Linked DNA regions of Hordeum vulgare: regions 1 and 2 are each linked to region 3. A link is a contact called in public Hi-C data. All regions are on one chromosome and are shown on one strand. Each heading gives the region's core, a stretch centred on a gene start, on an enhancer-like site or on the middle of the called end of the contact. The rest is flanking DNA. Distances are from core to core; before and after follow the strand shown. Region 1 holds the start of LOC123430669. Region 2 holds the start of LOC123427533. Region 3 holds the start of LOC123427531 (putative F-box/LRR-repeat protein 23).

The links. Hi-C and Micro-C count contacts between places; a contact is called where the count stands out from the background.
Region 1: a contact with region 3 is called in a Hi-C map of leaf, with 4 times the contacts expected there. The contact joins the promoter of LOC123430669 here to the promoter of LOC123427531 in region 3. A contact is called at or near these places in 2 of 6 Hi-C or Micro-C datasets (both in leaf).
Region 2: a contact with region 3 is called in a Hi-C map of seedling, with 5 times the contacts expected there. The contact joins the promoter of LOC123427533 here to the promoter of LOC123427531 in region 3. A contact is called at or near these places in 4 of 6 Hi-C or Micro-C datasets (leaf and seedling) and 1 of 1 datasets of contacts at active chromatin or transcription factors (embryo).

What each region holds. Positions count from the first base shown.
Region 1 is chr2H:592,727,491-592,731,119 of MorexV3_pseudomolecules_assembly, reverse strand. LOC123430669 reads left to right here and starts at 2,053. Exons shown (of 3, transcript XM_045114519.1): 1 at 2,053-2,722; 2 at 2,885-3,120; 3 at 3,352-3,629. The coding sequence starts at 2,149.
Region 2 is chr2H:593,324,425-593,327,707 of MorexV3_pseudomolecules_assembly, reverse strand. LOC123427533 reads right to left here and starts at 1,426. Exons shown (of 2, transcript XM_045111607.1): 1 at 1,095-1,426. The coding sequence starts at 1,359.
Region 3 is chr2H:593,049,630-593,053,266 of MorexV3_pseudomolecules_assembly, reverse strand. LOC123427531 (putative F-box/LRR-repeat protein 23) reads left to right here and starts at 1,550. Exons shown (of 2, transcript XM_045111604.1): 1 at 1,550-1,943. The coding sequence starts at 1,588.

The sequences.
Region 1 (3,629 bases), core at 804-3,303, 320 kb after region 3:
AATAGATGCGGAAACAGATCTTGCGGTGCCTCGTCCTCCTCGCGCCGACAGGGCTGCTGCTGCTGGCGCTCCTCCCGCCTCCAGCCGCTGTCGTTGATGTCCAGGCGGTGCTTGCTGACGCTCCTCGCCGTGCCCAACGCCGACCTTCCGCAGTTTCCCTCGGCGTTCGCGGCCGCCACAGGTCCGACTTCGCCGACGTGCTCCGCTACCACGACCTCCTCGAGTACCTCTCCCCCGCCGACCTTCGTCGCCTCTTGATCTCTGGGAAGCTGGTCACCACGTTGTTTCAGTTTCTGAAACAACTGCCCAGTTTCTGAAACAACGATCCAGTTTCAGAAAACGGTTCGCGATTAGACGTTGTTCCAGTTTCTGAAACGACGGACCGTTTTCAGAAAACGGTTATTAGGTCGAGGTGAGATCCAACGAACGAGCGTCCGGCGGATGGATCGCGCGGATCAGCCGGTGAAAGGTAAGACTTTCCCATCTTTTAAAGCATGAACAATTTTTAAATCTTGAGAACAAATATTAGAACCAAGAACAATTTTGAAAAATTCTGAACAAATTTTGGACACCGAACAATTTTTTAAAGCACGAACATTTTTTGAGATCCAATGAACGAGCGACCGGCGGATGGATCGCGCGGATCAGCCGGTGAAAGGTAAGACTTTCCCATCTTTTAAAGCATGAACAATTTTTAAATCTTGAGAACAAATATTAGAACCAAGAACAATTTTGAAAAATTCTGAACAAATTTTGGACACCGAACAATTTTTTAAAGCACGAACATTTTTTGAATCTTGAGAACAAAACTTTGAAACTGAGAACAATCTTGAAAACCCCAAACAAATTTGGAAGCATGAACAATTTTTTAAAAGCACGTGGATTTTCTGAATCTTGAGAACAAAATTTAAGAATGAGAACAATTTTAAAAAATACTGAACAATTTACAAACGTGAACAATTTTTGAATCTTGTGAACAAATTTCGAAAAACAAGACCTTTTTTGGAAACACATTTTAGAAAATCCAGAATATTTTTCTAAAAAGCAATTTTTTGCAAAAAATATCATTTTTTGAAATTTTTGAAAAGTTTTTGAAACGGGATTTTTTAACTTATGTACACTTTTTAAAACAGGAACAGTTTTTGAACTTACGTACATTTTCTGAAATGGCAAACATTTTTTAGAAAATGAAGAACATTTTATAAACTTCCCGACCATTTTAAAATCATGATTATTGTTAGAGTTTGCGAACAAAATTTGAACACGTTTTGTAAAAAATAGAAACATTTTTCGTAAAACAGAAACAAGAACATATTTTGAAAATAGTGTCCAATTTATGAAAAAAGAAACGTTTTTTGAAAAATCGTGCAGTTTTTTGAATAGGAGAACATTTTTTAAAACATGAACATTTTTTGAAAATATGAACACATTTTGGAAGCAGGAACATTTAAATATAAATTGTGAACAAAATTTTAACACGAGAATATTTTTTGGAATTCAAAACAAAATTTAGAAAATGTCAAAAAAGGAAAAATGGAACAAAAGTCCAGTAAAAAATGAAAAAAATATATTTTTTTGAAAAATAGGATCAGTTTTTTAAAGCGCGAACATTTTTTGAAAATGTTGAACATTTCTTACAATCCCGAATTTTTTTTGATGTTATGAATGTTTTTAAAAAGTGGCAGTTATTTGAAATTTAATATATTTTTATAAAGGCAATAATATTTTCTGAATTTGAAAAACAATTTTCCAACATGAACTTAGTTTAAATAAATAACCATAGAAAAAAGGAAAATAAGAAACAGAAACAGAAAAACGAAAAACGAAAAAAAAGAAGGAATAAAAGAAAGAAATAAAATGACAAAAAAAAATGCAAAAACCGAAACTGCCCAGTCAATCGCGCCCCTTTGTGTTTGTCCGTCTATTTGACGCAAAGAGCGTTTTCCATGGCACCCTCTCGCTCCTTCTGGAAGTGTGTGTGTCGTTCTACTGGGCCGGGCTGAGACTGAGACGCAATATATAGTGCACCCCACATCTCCCCCTTTCGTCGGAACCCCAACGAAGCAATCCGTTCTCGAAATCGAAAGAAAAAGGAGAGCGGCGGCGGGTGGCGGCGGAAAGACGAGTTCCAGAGAGCCGTCTCCTGAGATGGAAGCAGAGGCGGAGATGGAAGCGGAGGCGAAGGGAAAAAGTATCGGAGAGGGCGTCGAGCAAGCCGCGGGAACACAGAGGATACGAGATCGGGTTGCTGAGATGGAAGGGAAGGTGAACGGAAAGAGTGCCGAATCCGAATCCAGGAAGGGCATCGAGCATGCTGCAAGGAGGAAGCACGAGAAGTCGTTATTGGAGATCAAGTCGGCGACGAAGAAGGTTGCCGCTGAGCTCAACCTCACGAGAATAAAGCTGGAGACCAAAATCAAATTGGATGAAATTGAGGAAGCCAGAGAGACGGACGAGGCACCAATCGAGGCTGTGAAGGGAGCCATGGGGAGCGACGAGTTGCCGGAGAGGTTTTCCACTTCAGCAGATACAAAATTAGAGATTGAGCAAGCCAAGAAGATGGGAAAGGAAGGCGTGGAGAGGGATGTGGTGGCAAAATTGGAGATTGAGGAAGCTGAGGGGATGGAGGAGAAGATGCAGACTGAACAGTTCTTTGATATCTACTGTCGCTCCTTGGAATCAACTTTGTCCAGGATGTTCAGCAGTCCCTGCAAAGATGCGAGTGAATAAACATGTTCTCTGCTCATCGTACCTTAATTGCTTTTCTTCCTTCCTGTTGCATGTCTCAAGGAAGCAAATTAGTTCATTCTGTTGAGGAAAAGATTTACTTCACTTGTGGTATCCGAATGAATTATCTGAATCTTTTATTTTTCGGTGACTGCAGCATCATTGAGTCCTATGCACTTCACACACAGTACAACGTATCGCACCTCTTATGCTGACTTCGCCACCAGCACTCTACAAATATACTCCATCAAAGTCGCAGAAATAAAGGGAATTCCTGAGTTGAAGTGGCCACTGCGTGTGTATGGCATGATTGCTGCCCGAGATACCGTGGATCACAATCGCAACATTCTCTTCTTGCGTCAAAGGAATGTCTGCCAGAAACTCACTCCAGAGGTCTGTATCGTGTTTTTGTATTTTATTTTTCTGGACTGTTGATTTGTTATGAACAGATGCATTTAGAAATAAGCATGTACTAGTTAAGTTGGACACTAAACTGCTAGCTTAGCGAAACTGTTGCACTCTCTCAAAAGGTTGTACTTAATTTCCTCCTGAAAAACTTCTGCACAGTTTCTCTTTTTTTGCTTGCATCTCTGTTGCGTTAATTATGATTATTGACAAATGCAGAATCCTTTTTTGCAATTGACTGGCCCGTCTCGTGCAATTGCGGTCATAGATCCTGTTGAGTTTGACATTAAACTGAAAGTAAAGGGCAGGATGAAGTCAGAAGATAGAGTGCTCATGCATCAGACCTTCAAGTACAGCTGTAATGAGGCCATTATGTTGAATGACTCCTGCAAAATTGTGTTACGGTGTGCGAAATTGGAGAAGACAGTGCAAGCAACTGTAGTCGGTGTCCGTGTTATTAATTGGAGAAAGAGGAAATGGCCTTTTAGACATGGTGG
Region 2 (3,283 bases), core at 177-2,676, 270 kb before region 3:
AGTAGCAGGCTCTTGTAGTCAGGTTTTTTTTAGCAAATTACAGCAAAATTAGTAGGGGCTGACTTGTGATGAAGTGACACGATGGTTTTCGAGTCGATGAGTCATTCTAGGGTAGCGACTCGGAAAAAGTTGAGCCTGCAGTTGCGACTAGTTGCGACTCAAGTCGCTAGTCGACACTAAGTTAAGTTGACATTTTTTTGCGACGACTAGTTGCGAGACTCGAAAACAATGGGTGACAAACATATTTAGTTGAATTTGCAATGGAGAAAACAGGGCAAAAAAATTAAAATAACAGTCCACTTTTTTAGCTTTGGCATTTGAAAGGGCTAATAATTCAGGGTTACGGTTAAACACTTGGGCAAATAATTCTCAGCAATTGGCGACCAAATAACAAACCCAGCTAAAACTACAATACAATCAATCTGGATACACTCTGCCAGCTCGCGCCTTAAAATAACCATGCAACAGGTTTTCTTGCATATAATATATGTAAATGTCACTCGCAGAAAACACAACACATCCTGTAAGATGAGATGATAAATTGCCAACATTTTGTTTCGTAACAGAACTAAGTTGAGATTACCATAGGAAAACATAACCGTGAATTTCTAGGATCTGTTTCACGTTGCGGTCAATTCTGATGATCATGTTTACCTAACAAAACTTTGCCTATTTTACTGTTTGGCTAATAAAGCTTGTCTCTGTTTTTATTTTCCCACAACTGATTATGAAGCTAGTTCCGCGCAACACAATGCAAGCTTAGCAAGCACAAACTGAACCTTAGGAGATATTGTCAACTGCCAGTGGCAACCAGAGACCAAGTTATAACTTACCTAGACCTAAAATCAGTGACTCCTCTGAAAATTTGCTGAACATTTGTGCAGACAGAAAAAAAGTCCGTCCCTTTGTTTCTCAACTTAGATCTAAAATGCTCGCTTATACCCATGTCTCCGTGTTCCCAAGCCCTGACAGGGGAATTTTTCTCTAAGTATACCTGAAGCACTGCCTATCGACGGGCAAATCACAGAAAGCTCCAAAACGGGACGAACTAAGCGGAAACCCTAGCACCGGAGCAAGGCCGGAAGCGCGCATACCTACGCAGGCGGGCGGACGGAGGCCGAGGAGGCGCGTCGCTACAGCTTTGGTGTAGCGGACGGCGGCGTCACGGCGGCGCTCGAGTATTCGGCGGCCCAGATCGGCCACCTCCCTCTCCAGCTCCTCGATGTCCTCCTCGCCGGCCGCCTCGTCCGCTCCTAAGGAGGTGGAGGAGGAGGCGACGGGGGAAGATGCAGGGGCCTTGCGCTTTAGGCGGTTGGGCGTTGCTCCGGTTTGGCTCGGAGCGAGCGAGTCCCCCGCCATGGGGAGCTAGGAGAGCGTGGGGGCGGACAGGCGGAGGCGGAGGCGAGCGGAGAAGGGGACGAAAGGGAGGCGGAGAGAGCGATTCAGTTTTGGCAGATGGGAGCTGGGACCCGCATTAAAGTTGGCTCTACTCACCAATTCTGAAATTTCGAATTCAAATGAAATTAGGCGGAGCAACTCGGTAAGTGGCGCTGGGTCCCACTAGTCCCAGCCATCCACCAAAAAAGATCAAATGGCATCCATGGACGTCTAAAAAAAAAGAAATGGCAGAAATGAACAACCAGAAAAGCCCGTGAGGCCAGCGACAACGACACTGCATTCGACATGCCCGATGTCGTCGTCGCTGCCTTCGCCGGCATCGCATCCCCATTCAATCCCTTCCTTCCATCTCGCCGCCGTCGCCGCCACGTTTCTCGAAGAGGCCACCGTCAAGAAGCATCGGAGACCGAGTCGAGCTTTGCAAGGGTACTATTTCTGCAATCATGTCGATACTGTGTTCAGCTCCTGCGACGACGACGTCCGCTTTGATGGCAGGCGCAACTGGGCGGCGGATGAGGCCTTTGGCAACGATTGCACGATACCTTTGCTCTGCTCACCCTCATGCTCATCTTCCTCTCCCCCTCTGCTGCGACGCGGCATATGGGAGATGGGACCGGTGGATGCAGGAGTGGCGGAGTAGTAGGCAGTGAGGATTGATGCAGATTCAGGTTGCAACAACTTAACAACATAATGATATGGAGCAATGTTCAGACTTCAGATTGCATGCCATTCCCTTTTAGGTAGATGAAAGGTTCAGACTTCAGACATCGCATTGATGTGGATTCATCACTCCTCATTACATCTTGATGGCTAGAATCATTTCCTTTGGGTTCAGCTTTCATAATCTAAGTTGTAGACAAATGTTGAATCTAGAGGTTTGCAGTTCCCAATTTTCCGTACCATGTTTTGGTCTGTAATGAATGATCGGAGGGGATATTAATTAGGCCTGTACTAATGACATTGTATTGTAGTATATATGTGTTAGTTTGCTTTTGTAAATATGTGGTGCTATGTGGACACCACCTACATCACAAAAAAAATCAATTGAACTGTCATAGTCCCACATAAGAAGTGATGGTCAGAGTGGGAAAGTCCCACAACGTCCAACGAGCTGTCCATTTACATCATGAGGAGCAACTAGTGAATGCCATTTGAACAAAGCTTCTCTCTCAACCGTAGCCATCGCAGCCAAGTTTTTCCCTCACATTGCCGCATTGGTCCCCCCTCTTCCCCGTCCGACGGAAATATGAGTGGTGGTGACATTGACGAGATTGTGGCAGTGATGGCATGTTGGGGTAAGGTATTTCCCTACCTCAAAGTCATCTAATCTGACACCAGGAAGAGCATGTGTGAGTTTGTGTCCTTAAATGTATTGGCTCTTTTCATATCTTGACAGTTGGTGCGTTTTTTCGAGGAGAGCAATGACTGACCATTGATGTGATTAATTCAACATCTTTTCTTTTGTTGTTTTACGTCATGGTTTGGTTTCTTTAACCCTCTTGACCTGTTATGATGGATTGCAAGTCTGTTTTTACGTGGATGACGTTTCTGTTGGAAATATGCCCTAGAGGCAATAATAAAATGGTTATTGTTATATTTCCTAGTTCATGATAATTGTCTATTATTCATGCTATAATTGTATTAACCAGAAACTGTAATACATGTGTGAATATATAGATCATAATGTATCCTTAGTGAGCCTCTAGTTGGCTAGCTCATTGATCAATAGATGGTCATGGTTTCTTGATCATGGACATTGGATGTCATTGATAATGGAATCACATCATTGGGGAATGATGTGATGGAGAAGACGCAATCCTAAGCATAGCACTAGATCGTGTTGTTCGTCTGCTAAAGCTTTTCTAATGTCAAGTATCATTTCCTT
Region 3 (3,637 bases), core at 301-2,800:
GCAAAGGAGTGAGACGTGCCATCTTTAATGTGGTGATGCCTCAAACGTCTATTGATGGGGAATGTTTAGGATGCAATGAAAGGTGATTGGGGATAGGGATAGCACCATCGGTCTCCATTAATGGATGCATGGGAGCGCCACCTCAAATTTGAAAGTGTACGGGAGCGACGGAGCTGTTCTCTGGGATTGGAGAATTTGGGGAAGGATCCGATGAGGCGAGGTGACTGGTGGAGATCGATGGAGTGCTGCAGCAGCGTGTGATCGGTTCTTTTGGTCCGGGACTGCTAGGTACTTGGTGGGCTTGGAACTTTTTCTTTGACACGTTTTGGGCCTTTTTTGTTATTTTTCTCACTAAAAAAGAAAATATCCTAATACGTATATTGTACAACTACTTAGAACGGGCCTCCTACCTCACAGGGCCCATGACGGTCGCCCGGTTGCCCCGACCTATGGGCCGGCCCTGGGTCCATGGTGTCAATGGCGGCCGTGGAAAATTTTTGCCACACTTGAGCATAAAAATTGATGGAGAAAAGGAGGGCGAGGGCGACAGAAGCAGTAGACGGCGTGAGGTGACAGGGGGCACAAATCTCGGAGGGGACATGCGGCGGCGACATGCGGAACATCGGACACAAATTAAAATTTTCCATTCCACCAAGTCCACAAGAGACATAGGGCATGTAAAAAGGGAATCCTTTCCCACCCGCGCGCCGGCCGAACCGACACGTCGGTCGCCCCCTCGCGCGCGCGGGCCCATGCAACATTTTTTCCACCCACGCGCTTCTCTGGTTAGTGGATGCAACATTTTTCGTCTAAATTTGTTGCAACCAGCGTCATTTTTGCTGCAAGTATTTTTTTACTACGTTTTGTCCTAGTAAAAAAGCTGCATATACGTTTGGTTGCAACTCCAGTTCGTCGGATTTTTCGTTTACAATCGATGTTTTTTACTTTTGCTACAACCGTGTTAATTTTTGCTACAACCGGCATCATGTTTTGCTGCAACCATTCATTAAAAAAGTTGCATACATGCCACATAAATATTTGTTACAACCGGCGTTTGACTTTTGCTACCACATACCATCAGCTTCGTTTTTTGCTACGATCACGTAGATATTTTTTTACTACAAATTTTGTTTTTTGTTGGAACCATTGAAAAAATTTCTGCATAGCATCGAATTTTTGTTGTATAGGAAGAAAAATGTTGCATGCGGATCTAACGATACGGACGACGCGGGGTTGGTGAATCCTACGACTCACGCGCGGCCGGCCGAAAGTTTGGGCCGGCGCGCCGGGGGCAGATCACTCGCGGAGACGAGATATACAGCTACCAACATTTCTTTTTTCCGTAACAGGCCAACGGACCTGCACGGGATGACTTTTTGTCCCAGTCCCTTAAAATGGTTATTATTCCAGAGCAAAGGGCCGATAGCTCTACGCATTCTTGGCAATCAATGTTGGCGTGGGAGTTTTTAGCAAGCAAACAGGCATAGGGTTACATTTGTAAAATACTCAGGCACGACCAGCGACAACCTACAACCCACCTCTCCATTTGCGAAAGAAAAAAGCAAACCTACCGCTCTCCGACCGTCCATGGCGCCGCCGGCGCTCCGGTCGTGGGGGGAGCTGCAGCACGACCTCCTTGTGGCGATTATGTCTCGCGTGGGCGCCCCCGATTTACTTTCCGGCGGCGCACCCCGTACCTGCTCCGCGTGGTGGGCCGCCGCTCGCGACCCGCTCGCATGGCGCCGCGTTGATCTCCGGGACTGGACAGCCCGGACATCCGCCCGGCGCGCGGCGGGGACCGCTGCCACCAGAGGGATCGTCTCTGTACATGCCGCTCTCACCGGCGACCTTGAGGTCGCCGCAACGCGGGCAGATGGTCGGATGGAGGCTGTGCTCCTCCCGGAGTTTGCCGATGAAGAGCACCTCATGCTCCTCGCCGAGAGGTGAAGCTTATTTGTCCTTGTTCGGTTGTTCCTGTAATCTTGGTCGCCTGGTCGCTATGCTGTTCATTCAGTTATTTCTGCACAAAATTGGTTAGGTTATCCTACTGCCATACCTTCTTGTATTTGATTTAACTTATTATAAGTATGTTATTTTCTATGATAACTCATATGCTCGTTTGATCTATGTAGAACTAAATATAGCTATACTGATAAAGTGGAACTTTGTCTGTAAATTTGTACTAATAGCATTTTTCTGTTGTGCAATTGAGGATTTTATTGACGTAGCTGATTAGGATTGTTTATGTGCCAGCACTACTCCATAGGATTTGACATGATCTGGTTTGGATTATGATTGTTAATGTGTAAATCCATATGGGACTTCCAAGTTTCTGAATGTTCATTTTATTAGGCAACATAACCATCAAATTCATAGTAAAAAAAACCATAACCATCAAATTCATGTCTACATAATGAGTTTCTTGTGTGAAACCTTTTCGTATGAAGTAGCAACTGATATTTCATTTTTAGATTGTTTTGTCAGCTCGAATGGTGAAGTGTCATATCATTAAACTTGAAGGGAGTGAAATTGCTATTAATATATGCGACATTTTTCAAGGCTTTCACATATTTTTTGTGCAAATTTACCTAATCTTTTTTTAACAAATTTTTTTCCTAGTATCTAAGCGAATTTGATACTTTATAACTTAGTCTGTAGAATCCCGAACTCTCTGGAACACAATCTTATGGATAATTTTTGTTTCAAGTTTCAACTGCTTTGTTTATGTAATTATTATGTTGGTATTATTTTTCAACCTCACATGCTTAGAAGTTACCAGCGGGGATAGTAGTGAAATTGAAGACGGAATTTGCAGTTTACATGATTCGAATAATGAAGCTCATTGTTACCAATGGGCTCATAATAAACTTCTGTTTATTTACCAACAATATTTTGGTGAATCATGATGGAAATGAAATGCCGCTGGCAGTGATATTAGTGAAATTGATGAGGGATAGGGGATGGAAGTGCCATTGAAGAGGGATTTGTAGTTTACATGATTTGAACAATGAAACTAATCGTTCCCAATGGACTCAAAATAAACTTGTTTTTTTGTTGACAATGTTTTCGTGAATCATAATAAAAATGAAGCTCTTCTGGCAGTGATAGCTTTCAATTGCCAATTAAGTTCTTGAACTTGTATTTTAAAATTGCGGTCCTTCAACTCTCAGAAGTTAATAAATCAGTTACATGAAAAATGAGGGGTGATGGTTTCACAGATGAGATATGTCAGTCAATGTGGCACGTGGTGGCTGTAAGCTGAAGCATGCCATTTTTTTAGATTGGTTATTAGTAGATGTTTTAAGCTGCTGTATTTCTTGTTAATTATTCAAAATATCTGTTCTTACTCAGTAATATGAGAGCCTTATAGCGCATGGTTGTTGTATCTTTGTGGTACTAGTATTCTCATGTGACCCTCTGCTTTAAACTAGATTTTTTTTCAAAATCCTTGTTGGTGGTCACATTGTTACCACATGCTTCAAATTGTTTCTGCATAAAAAAGATGTATTCGCAGTGCACAACCTGCCCAGCCCCTATCGCCCCAATATTCACATCCTTGCTGGCCCAACCTGGTTGGCATCCCTGTGGGACGCCATTCTGCTTGCATTTTACTAGATGCCCTGCTGCCGAACTGCAA